Linked DNA regions of Mus musculus: region 2 is linked to region 1. Evidence: chromatin contacts called from public HiChIP or PLAC-seq data. All regions are on one chromosome and are shown on one strand. The core of a region is the stretch at or near the end of the contact, and the rest is flanking DNA. Distances in the headings are between cores, read along the strand shown.

Evidence for each region. HiChIP or PLAC-seq counts read pairs in DNA pulled down with a chosen protein or histone mark.
Region 2: an H3K27ac HiChIP or PLAC-seq map of embryonic stem cells shows a contact between it and region 1, with 8 times the contacts expected there. The contact joins the promoter of Sntg1 here to the enhancer-like site in region 1. A contact is called at or near these places in 2 of 39 promoter capture datasets (cranial neural crest and hippocampal neurons) and 3 of 115 datasets of contacts at active chromatin or transcription factors (VIP interneurons, embryonic stem cells and epiblast stem cells).

The regions. Positions count from the first base shown.
Region 1 is chr1:7,499,648-7,504,580 of GRCm38.p6, forward strand. No RefSeq gene overlaps it. Among named protein-coding and RNA genes, the nearest start is that of Gm26901, 100 kb to the left of the region's middle. Within about 2 kb of position 2,909, at least 16 of the 459 cell types and tissues checked have an H3K27ac peak or open chromatin away from gene starts, as enhancers often do. A contact at or near this core is called in embryonic stem cells, where this site is marked.
Region 2 is chr1:9,298,402-9,303,290 of GRCm38.p6, forward strand. Sntg1 (syntrophin, gamma 1) reads right to left here and starts at 1,476. Exons shown (of 20, transcript NM_001290393.1): 1 at 1-1,476.

The sequences.
Region 1 (4,933 bases), core at 1,659-4,158:
GTCTGGCCCCTCCTTCTACTGTGGCACTTAAACCTCAGATAATGAGCATCCAAATTGGGATGGTATTCAATTCTTGATGGCAGACATGTTTACTTGTTCAGCCATTTTGCTAGCTGAAAGACTTTTATTTTTATTTTTATTTTTTTGGAATGCAGATTTTTTGGGGGGCTGTGTGTGTGTATTTATAAGCAAAAGAACTTCACAGTGTAATATGCAGGCACTTGTATTTGTTGCAGGTGCTCATTGAGCACATGGGTGTATTTAATGTTAATTGGTGATAGGTTTATACATGTGCTACACACATTGACTATAAATATTTCTGAACACAAGGTTTATAGTTATAGCTTTTATACTAAAATAAATAAAGATAATAGTTATTTTGATATATTGAGTTAGATAAATGTAATTAAAATAAACTTTACCTGACAGTTTTTACAGGTTTAATGCTGTTACTTAAAAAATGAAAAATTATATAACTTCATTTCTTTCATTTCTGGGTCATGGGTTTTTATATTTGTGCATATATATATATATATATATATATATGCTGAATTTTAAGTATCTGGTTGAGAACAAAGATGGGTAATGAGGAGAGGAGAGACTAGAAAAGAAGAGGCAGACTATCCTAAGATTTTAGCAAATTTGTAAAGTTATTTTGAAAATTTGTTAACTTTATACCCTGAATCATCCTGTGTAGATTTGCTTTTGTTACTTAAATTTGTATTCATGATGAAACTTTTTTTTTTTGCTGAGAATATAGAACAGTGGTTCTCACTGTTCCTAATGCTGTGATATTTTAATATAGTTTCTCATGTTGTGAGAACATGAGGTTATTTTCATTGCTCATATATGTAGTTTTGTAATCCTGTAAATCTTCAATTCATAACTAACATTGATACTTTTATGAATCATAAGTATCTGTGTTTTCTTATATTAGGTGATCCTGTGAAAGAGCAATTTGATGATGAAAGAACTCAGTGGGGAAACCCCCACTCAGCTCCCGATTCGGCGTGCACCCAAGAATCACGAATAGAACACAACACCTTGATGTAACAACAAGAGGTATTTTAATGGCGGAGCTCCGGGTTGAAACGTATCTCACACAGGAGACAGTGGATTCGACCACGAGGCTTGGAAGCTAGGGATTTTTATAGAAAAGGAGTGGGGCTGGGGGAGGAATTGGCGCGGTTTCACATGATTGGTCCATTTAAACATCAGCAGCCTGTAACATTTAACTTAGGTCAGAGGGGTGGGAGATAGGGAGGCGATGGGCCTGCCCGGGCATGTCCTGGTCTGTTCTGCTATGTTCTCAGCCCCAGGTTTCAAAGCTCACAAACAACTCTTTGGGCTATTTGACATACATTACATGAATTACAGTTTTATTTCCTTTCAATGACTAAATAGGTAATCAAATTATAGCTTGAATATCACTGGTATATAATCATACCTAGTATAACTATATGGATAGTTATAATATCTCAGATAGAATGTACTAAACAAGAATATAGAAAATAAAAATATGCAAATATACAGGAATTCTTTGGCATGTAGTAGCATGATTTAATGGGTTTAACTTCACGTTGGTATGAGAGCCATGCATATTCAGTAGAAATCGTATTTCAAATTCTGATTTTGGAGAAGACTAGTAATATTTGCTATGGTTGTGACACCAGATATTTCCTGCTTTCTGTCAAGTAGGTAATCATATGCGTACCTTATATTAATGACTTTATGTCATAGTCTTAGAACTATTGGCTGATGTTAGTCTTCTAAACTTTTAGATAAAGGAAATACATTTTTGACTTGAAATATTTTCATCTTATTTAGGGATTGCACAAATGTAGCCTGATAGTAATTCAAGAAGCATCTGCATTAGCTGTTAGAAATTTACACAGACTGAGGCAGGACAGAAAAACTTGGGGAGAAACTTACCTAGATTTAAATAGCTATTTTGTAATTCTTAAGTATTTACATTTTCTGTGTGCATGTGTCTATTTTCTTTCTGTGATTAGCAAGAATTATTTGCTTAATGTTGAAATGACAGCATTATAATTCTGGTAAATGCAAGTCATGTGAAGGTATATGTGCATTTTATATGCTTAAAATATCTGCTCTTTGCTTTGAGAGCTGACATGGTAGTTTCTGTAAATGCACACATACATATAGATATACACACATAAAGATCACATATATCCATACATACCACACATATACACATACATAAAACAGGCACACATACATATATATGCATACACACACACATATATACATATACACACATACCACATGCACACATATACATACAATATACACGTATTCTTACACACATATATTACATGGATACACACATCAATACCACACACACATATTTATATGCTGTATACACACATGCCTACCAGACACATACACATCTGTCTACATGCTACAAACATGTACATACTATATACATTCATTTATATCTACATTCCATGTACACACACACACACATACCTAGCACATACATATGCATTCTGCACACACATACATACTACGTACATACCAATGATATATAAGAATATATATATTACAAATGCACATGCCTACTATACACATATGCACACATACATACCATACATAGCACATACAAATAGATACCACATACATACTCATACAAGCCCTGACCTGTAGGACTTAAACAACAGGGTTCTTGAGGAAAGGGAGCTGCAACAACAAATTTGGGATCAGAAAACACAAAGGAAGGAGACAAGACAAAAATCCTGTTCAAGCCTCATTTTCTCTTGGGAAATGGAGTGTTTAAAAAGCTGAAAACTTCAGATAGTATTTGCTCAGGTACACAGGCCAGACCGGTGCTAGGTAACACATTAACATCAAAGGAATATTCTCATTGTAAAATGTCTGGAAAGGAATGCCCTCATTGTAAAAGGTACAGAAAGGAGTGCCCTCATTGTAAAAGGAAAGGAATGCCTTCATTGTAAAGGGAAAGGAGTGCCCTCATTGTAAAATGTCCGGAGTCAATTACAGAATGGAAGCAAGAAAGTGGAAGAAGCAGAAGAGTGTTAGATGATACCCAGGGACAAGATGGAGGGGGAGGAGATGCCAGTGGCTTCTGGGCCCAAACAGGTCCTCCTATTTTTGTATACAGAAACAAGGTGTACTTACAGAGTCTTAATCAGCTTGACCCTAGAGATTCCAAGGGGACTGTGCCTGTCTTAGATCAGAGAGTTTGCAAGGACAGTCACGCACAGAATGGTTTTACTCATTGTAGAGGGGTCTCCATCAACTTAGCAGGGTTCCATGTCTTAAGTTGCCATTCACACTAAGGGCAGCTTTCTCCTCTCAGTAGCCCATCACCGGCTAGCCAGTCCATCACACTGGAGAGGTGAAGGGCAAAGCATGAGTTGGGTTATTTTAAGGGCCATTTGTAAGAATGTCATCAAAATCATCTCCCAGATCTGACACTGCCAGCAAATGGTAATAGATCTCCAAGGTTTGGGCCTTAATTGCATCTATTTGTCCCTTCATAAAGGCCATAATTCTCTTAAAAACAAAAGGTCCTACTGATAGAATTAGTAAGCCAAGCACTGGGTTAAGAAAGGGGAAAAGGTAGGGCAGAATTCCATTCCAGGCACTCCACATGGGGTTATTGAAAAGTTCCTGACATCTCTTCTTCCAGTACCTGCAAGTTTCTTACAGAATAGCAGGTCCTGTAATACTTACAGACAATAAAACAAAGCTGGTTGATAGACCACCATAACAGTCATGCCAGGTTTCAATATATTAACACAATTGGAAAGTGTACAATCAATACAACTTACATTAAATACCGTGGAAGAATCAAAGTAATTTCAACATGACTAAACAATAACAGATCCAGAACCAAGCATTTCTCCAGTAGGAGCCAGAGAGGAGGCAGGACATCAATCAACCTCCTCCTGTCCCTAGGAGAGCTCTGAAACAGCTTACGTTCATTTTTCCTTCCTTTTCGCCAAAGCATTCCCAGATAGTGGGAGAGAACTGCTTTTCTCAAATCCTTTCTTTCATGTCCTGGGTGTAAACTATCTCTAGTCAGGGTCCTAAGACTAAAAGCACCTATGAGAACTACCTTCACTTCTCTAGATTTTACCATAGCTCTAAACACATACACAAAACATATTGTCCTTCTACAAGGTTTATTCACCACCTTAAGACCTTGGGCATGAACTCTATAGTCAGTCACACAACACCCAGAGGAAGTTCCAGGCTCTCTAATACACCCAGGATGATAGGATCAGAGCTGAGGAGGACACAACATCTGCCCAAATACTGGGAGTAACTAGGACCAGCAGGACCTAGGCACCTAGGAACTCCACCTGATCCTTCTGGTCTGAGCCAGTGCCCTGAGCAGACCTTGTGCACAAACTCCACAGCCAGTCCTATAATACCCAGAAAAAGTTTCACTCTCAGGTGCTCTAAAATGCCAAGGATCATAGAATCAAAGGTTCCCTGAGAAGACCTTGGGTGCTAAATATGAAACCAGTCCAACAACACCCAGGCATTCTAACAGAGGCACTGTTAGAATGCTTCACTCCCAGACATTCTAACATGCCCAGTATCCCAGAATCCCAGGAGCGTGGTCACACCAGGATCTCAGGGTCCCAGAGGCAACTTGACTTCTAGAAGCTCTGACACACCCAGGATTTCAGGATCACAGGATCCCAGAATCACAGGATCACAGAGACAACTGAACTCTGAGGAGTTCTGACACAAAAAGAAACATAGGAAAAACAGGCTCCAGTCAGATATAGTGAGGTCAGGTAGCAGTAGAGATAATCAGATGGTGGGAGGCAAGCATAAGAACATAATCAAAAGAAACAAAGAATACTTGCCATTATCACAACCCAATTCTCCCACCATAGGAAGTCCTGGATACACCATCACACCAGAAAAGCAAGAC
Region 2 (4,889 bases), core at 226-2,725, 1.8 Mb after region 1:
AGGTTGATATGAGTGGTAGAGGATGAGGAGGGCTGGTTTTCGTCCATCAAGGAAGGGGACCAGAGGCACCGCCTTTTAGCTGCTAAGAGCTCTTGTAGATGACTGTGGCCAGGAGGACAGCAGCAGAGGCAGCAGCAGCAACACAGTTGGGTCTCCCAGGCAGCCACGCAGCTGGGAGACGCTGTCCATCCCTTCCGGTGCTGAAGCGAGGGGAACCAGGACCCCTTAGTCTACTCCAGACCCTATACTCCTGCTAAGGCCTCTTCCAGACTTCTAGCTTTGCCGTTTCTCCGCCGTGTTTCATTTCTTGGGGATTAATGGTCTCTCCATCTTGATACCCTTATGTGTATACGCTGGCAACGTTTCCGGAGAGGCAGAAATCCGTGGGAAACAAATGCTGAGCCTCTTCTAAGTTCACAGCGGCTCTGAGTAGGTTTCCTAATGGTAGAAATGAAAAAAGAACGCACGAACACGGGCGCGCGCACAAGCGCGCACAGGGACGGGGGACAGAGAGAAAGAGACAGGGGAGAGAAGGGGGAGGAGGAGAGAAGCTGAGCACTGTGGAGACTGTAGAGGTGCTTTTGGGAAGCTCGTGGGTCCTTAATTACATAAGATGAGAAGGGCTATTTTGGAGGTCCCCCTGCGATCTTGCTTCCTAACCAGGGCGCGGACACGTTCACATTTTCGGAGCTCTAGATGGAATTCCGAGATGACAGAGTAAGGATGCTCAGTTCCCAGATACACAGACAGACTCTTGTCAGAAAATGCAGAAACCGTGAAAGGGCCAGGAAAAGGCTAGGGATACCTTTGTTTCCGAGAGGCTGTATCGCCGCGAAGAGCTTAGCCGTGGCCGGGAGCCCCAGACAGGGACAGCAGGGACAGGGAGGTTGGGTTCCAGCTCCCGCCCTCCCACCGCCTACAGCCCGGGTTCCCGCAGGGGCGGGGGCGTGTCGCCGCACAAAAGACTGGATGAGGGTAGTGGATCAGGTAGGCAGGGCTGTTATCCCTAAAAGGCTCCAGCAAGGCCTAGGCACCGGACCGAGACGTCCCCCGGGTTACTTAGCTCCGCGGTCAGGCTTCTGGTGGCTTCCAGTAGAGAAGCTTGCGGTGGAATTGGACGCGGGTTCGAGAAGGTGGCCCTGTAGGAGGCCGCCGAGGTTCCGCCGCCCACACAAGGCAACTGGTGCAGGCACGAATGGAGTGAGATGGGGGAACTGAAATACACAGAGTGAGAATGGGGCAATCTGCTTAACACGGCGTCTTTGCGGAGCTCTGAGTGACTGTGGTAAGGCTGAAGAGCGCCCCACAAACGCCAACCTGGGTAAGCGCCCAGCTCCAGCTGAAGAACTTGTGCAGCGCAGACTTGTGCACCCGGAGTTTGTTCCGACCGAGGGGGGCGTGCAGGCTTAGCGCAGGGACAACGCGTGGGCACGCAGTGCTGCTGGGTGCTCGCTCCTATCCACCTCCGGCTGCACTGGGAAAGTCGTGGAGTGATTGCACGAGCGTCTCCCGCTGGGTTTCCGCGCCCCTATGGCCGGAGCTGCGGCGCCCGCATTTTACGCAGTTCACTGGGCTGTAGGGTGGATGCGGGAGGCGACAGCACCGCCAAAGGCCTGGCGACTGCCCTGGGGGAAACTAAGGAGTTCTGGAGAAGTGCACTGAGCATCCTTCCTCCAGCACGAACCCTCCTTTCCCTGGTCTGGGGCCATTCCTTGCATTAGCTGCACCCCCTGGCTCGCGCTAGAAGAGGCCCCCAGTAAGTGTCGCCCTCGTTTCGGGATGCTTTGTGGAGCTACCCCTCACAGAAAAAGCTCAAGGGACCAGGCTCGCATCCACTTTCTCCACATCTGAATTTTGGAGTCCAAAGGTTGCCTAGTTGATGATGCGCTTCAGCACTCTGAGATAACACTACATAAGATGCAATTTAGCACTAGGAGCTAATTTTAAAAGAGCTGCTTTGTTTTCCGGTTCCTGGAGAAATAAATTCTCCAGTATTATTGTAAATTACGTTTCCCACTTCGTTCTACCAATGCAAACATGTGTTTCTGTTATCCATGCAAACAAATACGTCTTTCTCCAAATAAGTTAAAGTAGTTGCCCTATTTTTGGTTAGAGAATGAAAATGGCTTGTTTAAAGGCTGTGTTTGCCTGTTGTGGCCAACCCCTGAAAATAAATGGGTTTTCTTTGCTGTTTTGCATGCTTGTTTCAATTGATTCACGTAATTGTTTGAATCATTTTCTTTGTACATGTAGAAACATGAATCATACAGGAAATTAGCACAGCAAATAAAAGCCTTTAAGTGAAGCACCGAGATGTTGCTAATTGAAAACATATGCGCTTCATTATCCAACCACAGGGAGAGATTTCCCTTTGTAGAGCACAGATTCATGCTAATAACAGAGCCTCCCTCTCCATCCTCCCCTCCTCCCTCTCTCCTGCCACCCTCTCTTGCCACCAAGAAAAAAGAAAGGGTTGATTAATTTGAACTGTCAGACTAGCTGATTATGACAGTTTGATGTCTTTTTTTGTGAAGAAACAAACCTGTAGCACATTCCTCCTAGTCAACCTGTTCAAAGCATTGTGGGACAAAGATGATGAAGTGTATCACCGGATGCTACAAATGTATATAAATGAAGTGTAAATAAATAAAGTATAAATAAAACAGGGACAGATAGTCTGAGGTGAACTGAAGAGCTATTTTAAGTAAATTTTCTGTTGGATAAGATTTGTCCAAAAAATCATTTAAATCACTTTTATTCTTAAAGGTTACTTTTATTTTCTAAATGTTCTTATATAGAATGTATAAATAGAATACAGAAGGTAAGTTAGCACAACAACCTATGAAAAACAGGCAGTGACCAGAGTCCTCAACTGACCTAGTCAACACTCAATATAAAAAATTAGGTAGTGTTCAATTTAAAGTTTCAGTGCCTTCAGTTGAATTCTACTCTGTTTCTTTTTATTGTATCAAATACAACTAAAAATACCTATAGGCAAGTATGTCTGAAATGAAACAACTATCTTGATGTGTTCTGAGGACTTCCTAACGAAGTGGTGCTAGGGGGCACAGTCTTTGCTCATTTTCTGTGTAAGAACTGGTCGGGGGGGGGTGACTTTAATCAGCTCAGCTATTCTTTGTTGAAGATATTCTTTGTTGAGGCTTCATGTGTGCTTGGGGCTTCATGTGTGCTTGTGCTTGTAGCACTGAGCACAATTGGTTTCAGATAAAGGCAGATGCCTCACATTGACTAAGTACAAAACTCAGTCCAGTTTGCTTCTTGTTTGTGGATAGAATGGAGCAGAAGAAAAGTAGTCACCTAAACAGCCACTAGCAACATCCATGAGATCCCATCCCACACCACTTTGTTTTTATGTTTTCTCTTAAGTGATTCTGATGGCTGACTCACTTGAGAAAGAATTTTCTTTTCTGCCACTTAGAAAAGTTGCTTAAACTGTTTAGTTTGTTTCTTCATTTAGTTTTATTGTTGTTGGTGTATGGTGAGTAAGTTAACTAAAAGCCTCGTGTGAACTGAGACACTCCAGACAAGAAAGCTGACTTGACCAATATCACCCACTGAAGCCTCAGGTAAGGAGATCCACACATCAAACCTGCTAGCACCCGCCTCTAAGACTGCAGGGGAACTGACCTGCACAGGTACTCTTCCACCTCCAAATTCCCCCTCATTTCATCCTATAAAACTCCAAGACCCCCAACACCACACACACACACACACACACACACACACACACACACACACTACCACATGCCCCCTCCCTACTTCCAAAGAGAGCCTCCATCTCTTAAGTGTTTTGGACTAGATGAACAATTCTGCTTCTGGCTATCACTATCTGCCATCTTATATTTCCATGACACCTCCATCATACCTGATCTAATAGGATGTATTCGTGTGTGTGTGTGTGTGTGTGTGTGTGTGTGTGTGTGTGTGTGTGTGCAAGTACACATTTACATGTGTGTGCAAGAGTGTGTGCAGAGACCAAAAATAGACATGCAGCCCTTCTGTATCGCTCTCATCATATTTTGAGACTTCCACTGAGCCTGGACCTTACCTATTCAAATAGATTGGTTGGCCCATGTGCACCAGGGATCCTCCTGTCTCTGCCTTCCTGGTGGTGGGATTAAGGTACATATTGCAATGCCTATCTTTTTATGTAGATATATGCAGATAGATTTTTGTCCTTGGGCTTGTATGATGGGCACTTTACTGATGGAGCAGTTTTGTCAACTGTGTTCTTTATTCTAAAATGGAAATAATGACACCTAGTTCACAGAATTAGCATACTGCATATGCTACATGGATCCAGGTCATGAACTAGCCCCCAATAGGACATTTTGCACCTTTAGTGTGTGGCGCTCTTCCTGAACAGACATGAGCAAATATCTGCTCACCCCAAACAAGAAACTGAGGATAAACTAAAGCATAACACCCAAGTCCAAATAGATAGGCCAACTAGTTTTATCAGGGTTCATTGCAGGAATGTGTATAAAGAGTTACTTTTAGTAGCAGAAATTATGAAAAACACCTACCATGAAAACACTGAGTGACAGCTCACAAAAGCTGAAAACAGAATGTATTGCACAGCGTGTAAGCATGTCAACAGGTTGGAGAGGGATTTCTCCACACACACCAGTTAGTCTGAGCCCCTTTCAGGCAGCTCGGGTGATCCCAGCTGTTTCTAGGCAGCTTAGGTGATCTGCCTCTTCCAGATGGCTTGTCTTGTCCTAAAGTCTTCTAGACTGAGATGTTTGTATGACAGTATCTCTTAATAATCGTGATTGTTTACAAAAGCTTGAACACTGAGATGCCCAGTATATTTTGTCACATCCAGGACTTCTTGATGGCTTTGGGTTGTTTACCACTTGAGCTTC